Regions from separate parts of the Mus musculus genome. Here all the other regions are linked to region 1. The links are chromatin contacts, called in public HiCAR-type and promoter capture Hi-C maps. All regions are on one chromosome and are shown on one strand. Each heading gives the region's core, a stretch centred on a gene start, on an enhancer-like site or on the middle of the called end of the contact. The rest is flanking DNA. Distances are from core to core; before and after follow the strand shown. Region 1 holds the start of BC055324 (cDNA sequence BC055324). Region 2 has its middle 28 kb from the start of Tbx19. Region 3 holds the start of Tiprl (TIP41, TOR signalling pathway regulator-like (S. cerevisiae)). Region 4 holds the start of Eef1aknmt (EEF1A lysine and N-terminal methyltransferase).

Evidence for each region. Promoter capture Hi-C pulls out the DNA fragments that hold promoters and counts their contacts. HiCAR-type assays count read pairs that join an accessible place to other places. Capture Hi-C pulls out chosen DNA fragments and counts their contacts.
Region 2: a contact with region 1 is called in a promoter capture Hi-C map of pre-B cells, with 8 times the contacts expected there. The contact joins the enhancer-like site here to the promoter of BC055324 in region 1. A contact is called at or near these places in 3 of 39 promoter capture datasets (3T3-L1-derived adipocytes, hippocampal neurons and pre-B cells), 2 of 484 Hi-C or Micro-C datasets (pre-B cells and pro-B cells), 3 of 115 datasets of contacts at active chromatin or transcription factors (embryonic forebrain, large pre-B cells and pro-B cells) and 2 of 9 other capture datasets (embryonic stem cells and liver).
Region 3: a promoter capture Hi-C map of adipose tissue shows a contact between it and region 1. The contact joins the promoter of Tiprl here to the promoter of BC055324 in region 1. A contact is called at or near these places in 2 of 39 promoter capture datasets (the C10 cell line and pre-B cells), 2 of 115 datasets of contacts at active chromatin or transcription factors (astrocytes and large pre-B cells) and 2 of 9 other capture datasets (adipose tissue and liver).
Region 4: a HiCAR-type map of astrocytes shows a contact between it and region 1, with 4 times the contacts expected there. The contact joins the promoter of Eef1aknmt here to the promoter of BC055324 in region 1. A contact is called at or near these places in 2 of 39 promoter capture datasets (hippocampal neurons and pre-B cells), 1 of 484 Hi-C or Micro-C datasets (B cells), 3 of 115 datasets of contacts at active chromatin or transcription factors (the 230-238 cell line, astrocytes and pancreatic cancer cells) and 2 of 9 other capture datasets (adipose tissue and liver).

Annotation. Positions count from the first base shown.
Region 1 is chr1:163,993,525-163,996,234 of GRCm38.p6, reverse strand. BC055324 (cDNA sequence BC055324) reads left to right here and starts at 1,439. Exons shown (of 24, transcript NM_201364.2): 1 at 1,439-1,625. The coding sequence starts at 1,515. It overlaps Mettl18 (methyltransferase like 18), which reads right to left and starts at 1,346. Exons shown (of 2, transcript NM_027279.3): 1 at 1,164-1,346; 2 at 1-321. The coding sequence starts at 123.
Region 2 is chr1:165,131,003-165,133,702 of GRCm38.p6, reverse strand. No RefSeq gene overlaps it. Among named protein-coding and RNA genes, the nearest start is that of Tbx19, 28 kb to the left of the region's middle. Within about 2 kb of position 1,287, at least 62 of the 459 cell types and tissues checked have an H3K27ac peak or open chromatin away from gene starts, as enhancers often do. A contact at or near this core is called in embryonic stem cells, pre-B cells and pro-B cells, where this site is marked.
Region 3 is chr1:165,235,612-165,238,341 of GRCm38.p6, reverse strand. Tiprl (TIP41, TOR signalling pathway regulator-like (S. cerevisiae)) reads left to right here and starts at 1,384. Exons shown (of 7, transcript NM_145513.4): 1 at 1,384-1,612. The coding sequence starts at 1,509.
Region 4 is chr1:162,547,050-162,549,749 of GRCm38.p6, reverse strand. It overlaps Eef1aknmt (EEF1A lysine and N-terminal methyltransferase), which reads left to right and starts at 1,405. Exons shown (of 8, transcript NM_144877.1): 1 at 1,405-1,646. The coding sequence starts at 1,494.

The DNA.
Region 1 (2,710 bases), core at 190-2,689:
TTCTGTAGATTGCCTTTTGTCCTGCTTTCCTTTCTGACTTTCTAAGACACAAGTTCCATCATCGAGGGATGTTAATTTATTTTCCAGATCTTCTTCTATGCTGAAATTGAATTGAAAGGCCATCCTCTTTTTCTATGCACACCGTTTTTTTACCAAAGGATGATGCTTCAGCTTCTAGAAAGAATTTAATGGCATAACCGATCACACAGTCGATTAGTTCTGTTGCGCCCAATGTCTGTTAGCTGCGTATACACCATCAGATGTATTCAGAGGGGGCTCCAAAGACGTTTTAGACGCCTTTGATCCTTTTTCAGTTCAGCCCTGGAAAGGGAAGGGGGAAAAGAAAATGTTTAAAAACAAAAACAAAAAAAGGCTGTGTGTATGCGATTTAGCAAAATGCACAGATGCCTTAAGTATTCAAAAGTAGAAGATAAAACATAAAGACAAACAAAAGAATAGCTATAGCAGCTACCACCTTCACCAGAACAATAAACCCCAAGATTTGTAGACAGGACAGCCTAGCTACCTGCTGCCTGGTCTTTTTTTTTTTTTTTTTTTTTTTGGTTTTTCGAGACAGGGTTTCTCTATAGCCCTGGCTGTTCTGGAACTCACTTTGTAGACCAGGCTGGCCTCGAACTCAGAAATCCACCTGCCTCTGTCTCCCGAGTGCTGGGATTAAAGGCGTGCGCCACCATGCCCAGCTTCCTGCCTGGTCTTTTAGTTGCCTTGTGCTCAGGCATCTTCACCTTCATCTTCCTAAATTTCTGACGCATCTACAGTAATTATTTTCTCTTTGTTCACAGTGGCATCCAGGTTTGTTCCTTCATCTCTGCCTCGCAAAAACAGTTTAAGGTTTTATTTGGGTAAGTAGGGTATCCATTTTCAAACACACACAGGTGTGTGTGATCTGGTGTGTGCAAACTCATCCAAACGGTACATTTATGTGTACGTAGTTCTACACCTTATGTGACTGGAGGGATGAATAAAGACTAGGACTGTGGAAAGTATAATCGATTGTATAGAAACATTTCCGGCAATATGCCAGACCATAACACCCGTTTTAATTTGCACATTTCTGGACGGTGGGATCTCCGTTCACTTGGCAGGAGCCGTAGGAACGGAAGCACGCACGCCAGTAAAATCATTCCTATTCTCGAACGCACCTCACAGGGGAGTAGAGTCATTCCTGGCCTCAGCCCAGGTCACCCTTGAAACTACGCGTCGTCTCAAAGTCCCCCCGGACTGAGGATAGCAAACCTGAGGACTTCTGGTCTCAGCATTGGAAAGTCAGACGCCAGGGCGAACAAACTACCGGAGAAACTCGCCTTCAGCCTACGGCGAACACCAACGAGATGAGTCCTCCAATAGCTAGAGAGGGCCCCGACGCTTGGGGGCGAGAGTGCTCCTCTCTATGGTTTGGTGGGGGCGGAGCTCTCTCAAAGCCTGCTGGGACGGCGTTCCAAGCTGTGGCGGGAGTCGTGCGGATTCGTTCGTCTCTCGGGGGTGGCGAAAGAATGTCGCAGGACGATGCGGAGGTGGCGAGCGGGGTCGTGCTGGAGGAACTCAGCAGCTGGTCGGAGGAGATGTGCCGTCGGGAGCTGCCTTCGGTGCTGCCCCGGCTCCTCATATCCTTGGAGGGCGCTGAGCGGGGGGTGTGTCGCGAGCCTGCTCCGCCCTGACGCGGGCAGCCTGGGATTCGAACTCTGTTTTGTTTTGCGAGGTGATGGTTAAGGGAACGAGGACAACCGTGGGTTGAGGGGCTAGGCGCGCCTAGCATTGTCGGACGATTGCGACTGGAGCGTTTGAAAATGATGAGTGCTCTCATGCCTTAAGTTTAGTTCTCTGTTCCTAAGTTTGCCCGGTCGGTCGCACTTGCCTAAGTGTGGGAGATGCCCGCGCTGGTGCTCAGTATCTGGATGAAGCGTGAGAGCTGAAGGATGTAGTTGTAGTTCTTCCGTGGTACCACATCTTCAAAGGATGGTCTGTAAACAAAAATGCTTTTCCCCTTTCGAACCCGTTTCCCTTTTAAGTTACAAGGCGGTGCTTCAGGTATTGGCTTTAATCGAGTTGTAATTGTGTGGAGTTAGGTGCAAAGAATAATTATGTAATGCTTTTGTGTTTGTAATTGGAAGTCGACTCCCTTCATGTAAAAGGTGATTTTAATTTTATGATTTTGATCATACCTTCTATTTAAAATTACACACACAGAAACAGACACACACACACCCCTCCAAAAACTGAAAATACCATTACATTTAGTGAAAGTTCAAACCTTGCACGAATGATGTTTCATAGTATAACTTAAGTTCTCTCACACTGAAGTCATTCCTTAGACATTAGCAAAATCCAACGTGGTGCTGATGACCGTTTTTAAAGTACTCCGTGTGTGGATATGGAATTATTTTGCTTTTTAGATGGTAGTCCTGACTGGCCTGATACTAGCTATACAAAACAGACTGGTCTTGGGTTTGCAGTAATCCTGAGTTTGCAGTGCTGGAATTTTTGTGTGTCAACGAGAAGGGTTGTTTTTATGGAATTTCCTCCTGGAAACAACTGTTTTCCTACTCAAAAGATGTTTATTTATGTAATGTGTGTCTCAGACTGCTAGGCTTAGAGGGAATGAAGATATCTGTTATTTACCCTCCCCTCAGTATTACAGGTACCACACTACATTTAGAGTACCATTTCTACCTTACCTTGCTACCTACTG
Region 2 (2,700 bases), core at 38-2,537, 1.1 Mb before region 1:
GCCTAGAAGCTGCCAGCTCACTCTCCATTGTACAGATGAGGAGGGAGATTCAGAAAGCTGGGCTTCCTGAAGCCATACAGCTACTAGGAAGCTAGACTCAGGTCTCTGATGACAGTTACACATCCCTGCACACAACTCGGTGTCATTGCTGTATTGGGAGGGGACCCAAGCAGGGGCGGTCACATGACTCTGGAGGTACTTCCCTTAGCTTCTCACCATGTCAACTCGGGTCTCTAGGGATACTCTAATAAAGCAAAGGGCCGGCTCCTGGGAATACACTTGTTAGAGGAAGCAGAGAGATGGCCGTCTGAGCAGAGCCTCAGGGGTTGCAGATATAAGGGACCTGGTGGCAGATGGCTGGTTCCAGGAAGGACTTACATGGCAGGAAAAAACTGTCTCCTAGAATCCCTTTGGGGCAGGTTCTGGTAAAAAACTGAATTTCCTGGAACCGTAGACTATGGGATTTGAATTCTTTATAATTTAGATTATTAATGGAAATGTGATCTCAGAGCCTGCTTAGTGAAGCTTGCAAATATTAATTATAAGTAGAAAAGAGGTGATTGATCTTGGGATAGATTATAAAAATGTACTCTTGTCACTTAGCAAAAACTGTATTGCCGGCAAAACATTCAGAGCGCTTTAAGAACTTTAAAGGGTTTAAGTGGGAGAAAAGCTTTGCATTTGTCCTGATGAGACTTTGGATGGGGAGGCCAGTGCCACGTGAGGTCACTGTTTGGTGAGCCAGCCTCCAGGGTGGTGGTGAACAAGATAATACTTGTCTTTCTAGAGGTGGTGGAGCACACCTTTAGTCCCAGCACACAGGAGGCAGAGGCAGGAGGATTTCTGTGAGTTCGAGGCCAGCCTGGTTTACAGAGCGAGTTCTAGGAGTCAGGGCTACACAGAGAAACCCTGTCTGGAAAACCAAAAGAAAACAAACCAGAAAAGTAGAGGAGAGGAAAAGGAGTAGAAAGCTACCAGAAGCCATGTTCTTACTGCTGCAGTTCCAGAAGCCGTCTGTAGGTGGGGCTATTGCTCAACACACTTGTTTTTGGAAGGAGACAGACTCAGCCACTGCAGCTGTTGTATTGCAGTCAACCCTGTATGTTTATCTCAGTTTTATTGGAAGCACCCCCAAACCCTTGTTTGCACCCTGAGCCCTAGGAACATTTACCTGTGTCCTTAAGAATGTCTTTTTGTCAAGCTGTAAAACCCCAGGCTTACAGCATGACCCACAAAGGATGAGATGTCGCATAACGGATCAAAATTTAGATTTGCTGAGTCATGCAAGTTACAGCACTGGAGCTTATCCAGTAAGGCCTGGCCTTCCAAAAGGGTGCTGGGCTTTATGCTGAACGTTGACACACACGGGCGCGCATACACACACACACACACACACACACACACACACACACACTATACACGAGTGCACCCATGCACATGCGTGCGTGATTAAGAGGCCCCTCAGCTGTGACATAAACCCACTGCGGATATAGCATTTACCTGGTACGCTCTGCAACACCCTTATGGGATTTTGAAGGCAGGAGAACTAATGAGAATATGGGCTATGAGCTGCCTAGGCTGACAAGGAAGTCCTTTGCTTCTGGCCCAGAAAGTAGGCAAGCTTGTGTGTGTGTGTGTGTGTGTGTGTGTGTGTGTGTGTGTTTCTGTGTGTTTGTGTATGTCCAACATCAATGAAGCTATGAAAGGAGAACTCATTATTTTGGAAGGATGACAAAAATCTTTGGTCATTTCCAGTTCTCTCCTCCTCTCTTCCTCCTCTTTAATTTTTTAAAAAATCAATTCAATGGTGCATATATGTGAAGTTGTCATGTGTGGGTTGTAGATGTAGGGAGATGCCCATGGATGCCAGAAGAGGGCATCATATTCTCTGGAGCTGGAGTTACAGGTGGTTGTGAGATACTGGATACAGATGCTGGCAGCCAAACTCTGGTCCTCTATGTGAGGACCTTCTAAGTACTAAGCCATGTCTCCAGCTCCTTCAACGGATACTTTAAAATAGCATACATGTTTATAGACCTCAATATAACTATCATTTTGTAAAAAAATAAAAAATAAAAAATGAGTGTCAATTTTCAAAATAAGAATGGCTTAAGTCAGCCTAGGTCCAAATACATTGAGCATAAAACATTGTTCCTTGCTAAGGACTCTAGCTGCCCTCACCTAATAAGCTAATATTTAATCATAGTAAAAAAAAAATCTCAGCAGCCCAACTTGTCCCATGTCCTGTGCAGTGTTTTAACACTCTTAAACAGATTTAAACTAAACAGGTCATAAAGAGCCAAAATACACCCACATACATATAAGTGGCAGATGACGTGAAAGGTTGTCCCCTCCTGAGCTCACCACATTCATGTGACTGATCACCGTGGATGGCACCTGACCTTGCAAGGTTGCTCTTACTACTTGGAGTCTCCTTTGCTAATTGTTAGGAGTGGGACAGGGTGTTTGTTCCTCACAATTTTAATTATTTTAGAATTCTTCTTTAGGAAGCTTTCCGTTCTGTGGATAAACCTTAGCATATTTATCTTTACCCATCTGGAAAGAGTTGAGCTCCACTTGTTTTCTGTTACAAATGGCTGCTGGAAGCGAATATCCTTGCGCTGTCTGCTGCGAATGCCTGTGAGTGTCCACAGGCTGGAGACTTCAGGGTAGAAGCCGGCCTTCAGTGTGTGCCCCTTA
Region 3 (2,730 bases), core at 135-2,634, 1.2 Mb before region 1:
ACATTTTTTTCTTGGCCTAATGCAGAAAAATTCAAAGGAAGACTTCATATAGTAAGAATGTTGGAGGCTTGGTGAAAAACACACACACACACACACACACACACACACACACACGGCACTTGGGAAGAAGCAGAACAATCAGGAATTCAAGGTCCTCCTTAGCTACAATAGTGAATTGAAGGCTAGCCTAGGCTGGCTGTATGGAACTCTTTCAGAAAGAAAAGAGGATGGATTTCGTTGCATGTAATTTGCTCATTTACCTCCTTATTAGGTCTTCTAGCAGATCTAGATGATGTGAGGTTTACAATGTAACGTCAGTGAAAGGACCCCAGCCTCCTTGGGAAGTGCGTCAGGGGCCAACCTCTGGAGGTCAGTGATGGTAGACAATCCTCCACTATTCGGGATGAACATCTTTATCCTCTGCGGAAGCTGAGACGCCCTACTTTCCGTAGGCAATGGAAATAGAGTAACTATGTAGGAACCAAGGATAGGATGCCAACGGAATGAATTAATCCAGACACCTTGGGCAGGGGAAATTGATGATGGGTTCCTGGGACAGACACACAAACAGAAAATACCTGAGGAGGAAAAGGTTTACTTGGCTTAACACCTTCTGGTAGACAAGGTAGGAATTGAAGCAGAAATCATGCAACAACGCTGCTTAGCGGTTCCAGCGTCGATGAAACAAACACTGAGTGAATAAGAGAGGGGGTGTTGGAATTGAGATGGTGAACAGTTTTGAGATGCTCAAACATTAAACCATCTCATTTTGAGGCAGCTGGGGCCGAAAAGAATCAGTTGTGTTTTACCCAAAGATACACACAGTTGCACTGCAAGCATGGACGGAGCACCGGGCTTTCAGCGTCGTTTCCACTACACCTGTGTGCGGGTAGAAAAGTCTTAAAATATCATAAGGATAATTTGACGTTTCTTTCGTGGTACAAAGAATCAAACACAGGGCGTCGGCGGTTTGCACGGTAAGAAAGTGGGGCTCTTCCACTGGGATTCAAGGTGGAGGAGCTACTATTTGTCATTGGCTCCAAAGTCGCTGTTGGTGCTGGGCTTCCTGAGCGATAGGGACATTGGGCATGTCCTCTTCACCACGACTCATAAGCACAAGAGGTGATGACACTGCTTGGAGCGGTCTGTAAGGAGGAGGTAAGGCAGTGAAGCACGGGGCTCTGGATCCAGAAAGACAAATTCCCACATTCACTCTGGGGTGACGTCACCCGGAGACTTCAGGGCGGCGCGCCAGAGCGACACCCCCGCGCTCAAGTCCCGCCCCTCAGCGTCTCCACGTAAGACGTGTGTCACCCTGAGCTAGTGGTCCCGGAAGTAAAACCAGGAGGGGCGGAAGAGACGGCGGAAGGGCGGGCCTACGGCGCGGCGGCAGGGGGCGGGGCCGAGATGGTAACGGACGCGCCCAGGAGCCGCGCTGCAGAGAGGGCCATCGTGCGACCGCTGCCGCAGGCGCTTGCTCCGAGTAACCCTGCGGCTCCGCTTCTGCCATGATGATCCACGGCTTTCAGAGCAGCCACCAGGACTTCTCCTTCGGGCCTTGGAAGCTGACGGCGTCCAAGACCCACATCATGAAGTCTGCGGATGTGGAAAAGTGAGGCTGTGGGGCGGGGCCGGGCCGAGCCGAGCCGAGCCGAGCCGAGCCGGGCCAGGTCCGGTTGGTGTCCGGGCTGGGGGTCTGACGGTCTCGGTGCAGCCTCACGCGGTACTTGGGGCCGCAGGCTCGGTCCCTCTGACCGACCGTTGATTGACAACTTCAGTAAATGGTCCTGTTCCCTGCTCGCGGCGACCTCTGCTTGCTGGAACTGTAGCTTCTCAGGGTTGAACTGAGCGCGGCTGTTTTGGTGGACTTCACCTAAACCTCGCCGCTCCTTTTTTTCCTACCTAAGCCTGCGCAACCTTTCTGGGCGCGATGACCTGTTCCCTTGCGGGCAATGACGGAAATGGTATTTATGTTTAGTTTTGAGCTTCTTTGGTTCTGTGGTGTGCTCTTGAGGTTCTGAACATGAACCATTGAGTACCACAGACTTCAGAGGACGTGAGACCGTGTGACGTTACTGTGTGACTGTTTAGGATGAAGATTTCAGGTTTTTTTTTTTTTTTCTTTCCTTCTTTTAGCAAATCAGGTGCTGTGATAAGCACTTGAGATAGGACAGATGAAAGAGAAAGGCCCAAGGAATTCATAGTTTCACGAGAGACCGTTATATTATTGTGTGGTTGGTTAGGATGAAGATGTATACAGGTGTGTGTGCGCGTTAGTGTGTTCGCGCGAGGGTCAGTGCACCTGGGCAGAATCTTGATCAAGTCTGGAGACTGGATGGCCGGGTAAAGCCAGCACTCAGACTGAGATCTGAGGTGTTTGGGGATGCCTATAACTGTATCCTGACAAAGTTTGGGGGGGGGGCGCCCTGGCAGAGTGTTGCCTCCCTCGTCATTGGAGAGTTCTCTGTCTTGCTAAGAAGTTTGAATTTTATATAGTAGTCATCAGGTGTAGTTTTACTCAATATCTACATGCATCGTGGTTGTGTCTGGAAGGTTTCTTGGAGGTGTTGTAGAAGATGGAGGGCTGGAATGCTGGAGAGGAGGCCAGTAAGCAGGAAAGAGATGACAGAAGCTGAGATTCAGTGCTTAAGTTTGGTAGGCAGTTGATGGAAAGAAAGAAAAAGGGAGGCTCTTCAGGACCTTTTGTTGTTGTTGTTGTTGTTTAAAATT
Region 4 (2,700 bases), core at 156-2,655, 1.4 Mb after region 1:
AAAAATACTGTGTGTTTTATTTAGAGAGAAAGGTCACGGAGTTGAGGAGGTGGGGAAGAGCTGAGACAAGTCGGGAAAGAAGAAACCACTACCAGATTATATCATATGAAACTTTTTAAAAATAAAAACAAGTCCAATAGACGATTCTGTAATGTTTGAAGATGACTTTAAAACTTATGTCTACTCTAACTGTTCCGTGTCTGTGCTAGCACTGTGTGTATAGGCTGTGAAAAAGAATCTCTGGAAAGGAGCTGTGTCCTCAAAGGCTCATTGATTTCAACGTCAATGATGTGAAGCCGTTGAAAGGTTGCATGCAGTTCCAGAGCCAAATTTTCCTAGAACATCTTCCGGTCCTTTAGTAGTTATTTAGTACTTGGCAACATCTTTTGTGACCCTTAGGTAAGACCTTTGGAAAGTATGAAGAGACCTCTAGGTTTTCTTGTGGTTGCAATCATCTTACAATATACTCACCAATGTATTTGTAAGTGTCCCGTTTTACTACTTTCTGTGTTGTTACTATAAAAGTTCATGCAATTGCTACCTCATGGGAACATGGTATTTGAGGAAGCTAAATCTGTGTTCCTGGGCTATGGCCAGTCATATCTGGGCTCCATCTCTTATTCCTTTAACGCGAGAGCTGTTTCTTTCATCGTCTCTTCAAAACAGCTCTTCACTAGGAACTTCCTTGGGATATTTTCATAAAACGATCATTTAAAAGGATGGTATTGTTCATCAGACACATAAACTATGTCTTTACAACTGTCATCAGAATGACAATTTAAGGACTCCAATGATAAAATGAGCATCTTCATAATGAATGGTTACTGTGTTTTGAGAGGCAGGGAAGGGAGGCACTTCGGTTAAGTCTCCTGATATTCACCGTTGTTACTGTATTAATAGCAGGGCTCTGTATTTTGGAGTAGAAAAAGCAGTCATTTTCCTCTGAATTGACCAAGAACGGTGGCAAAGTGATTCCGGGAAGAGGAGATGAGCTCACATTTTCCTGAGGAAGGGGTTTCTAGCTGAGACTCCTGCTCCTGCGCAGGTCAGCTCCCGTTGCCCCTCGCGCTCTCAGCTGGGGATAGAGCGCAGCTCACAGAGGCTGCGCGCGCAGCCCCGCCCGGTTCCACGAAGCAAGCCTCTTCTGCCCGGAGTCCCGCAGGAAGTCCCGCCCGCTCCGCCTGCCCAATCACGAGACCTCTTACCCGGATATGGTTTCTAGGTTCTGAGTGTAGCTGCGGGAGTGTGTGGCTGCTGCACGTGGGGCGCGGACCGAGGGTGAAGAAAAACAAGGGGGGCGGCAGCGGCGCGTGGCCAGCTCAGTGGTTCGTCCGCGCGTCTGCTGCACAGGGCCCGGTTCGGTTGGGTTTTGCGTGCAGAACAAATCTATGGTGCCTGTAGTGGCTAAGATTCCCGCCGCTGCTGCCTCCCGGTGCTTCCCGGGGTGATCTGTCACCAGGAGCAGTGTCGAAGACGCCGCTCACGGTGGGAACATGAATCTCCTACCTAAAAGCTCCAAGGAGTTTGGCTCTGCCGACTACTGGGAGAAGTTCTTCCAGCAGCGAGGGAAGACAGCTTTCGAGTGGTATGGGACCTATCTGGAGCTGTGCGAGGTGCTGCACAAATACATAAAGCCCAAGGAAAAGGTATGGCGTGCAGCCAGTCCCTTGTGGGGACTGAAGATAGCAATCCTAAGTTTAGGAGGCAGGAGGCAGGCAGGCGTGGGGACCCCACTCAGATCTATCATTTTAGGATTCTGCCCAGCATCTTGGCTAAGTGGCAACCTTAAAGATAGCCATTTAAAAGTAAAGATTTTCAGTTAAAACTTCATCCTTAACCCGTTTTGGAATAGTGGCTTCGTCAGTAGACTGAAAGGGTGTTGTGTCACTGTGCACACGTGTGGAATAGGTAGCGTCGTGGGACTTTATTGGTGTATATGTTTATTAAGTCACTGCCGAGTGCTCATCAAATTTCAGGCTTTGTGCCCAGCCCTCAAGCTACAGGAGCAGGAAGCCACAAACACAAGTTAAATTCCAAGTTAAATAGGTGTGGACGAGTTGGAGCTTCGGTAGGGAAGGAGACTTAAGGTCTGCTATGCTCGGGCCTTTTATCTCAACAAATTCAGGCGGGTAGTTGTGCACTTATTTTTTTCAAGTGACTGTTGGAGGCCATGCATGTAGTAGGTGGTCAAATAGAGATTTAAAAGCAGGTCTGTCTGGCTCCAGGGCATATCACTTCTCATGGAACTATGCTTTGCCCTCTAGAGACGGTGACAACAGAATTTTTGAAAGATGAATGGAGGAATGTGCCACAAAGAGAAACAACAATTCGTATTTTTAAGTTTGGCTTCAAGTAGTAAATAGCATGAGATAGACTCTGGGATGGGAGCAGGCTCCAAATCCTCACAAACTAGTTTGTTGTCTGAGGAAATAGGAAGTATGAGCAGTTAGAAACAGTTCTGTCACTCAGCCTATATTTTTAACGGTTTAAAAAAACAAAAACAAAAATGAGGATGCAACTGGTGTTTTGGATTTTGTAACTTCCTACAAACTTCAAGACAAAGATTTCCTTATTTTATTATGTAGATGTGTGTTTGCCTGCCTGAGTTTCTGTGCATCATGTGAGTACAGGAAGTTTGTGGAGGCCAGAAGAGGCTACCAAATTCTCTGGAAATGGAGTTATAGGCTGTGCTAAGAACTG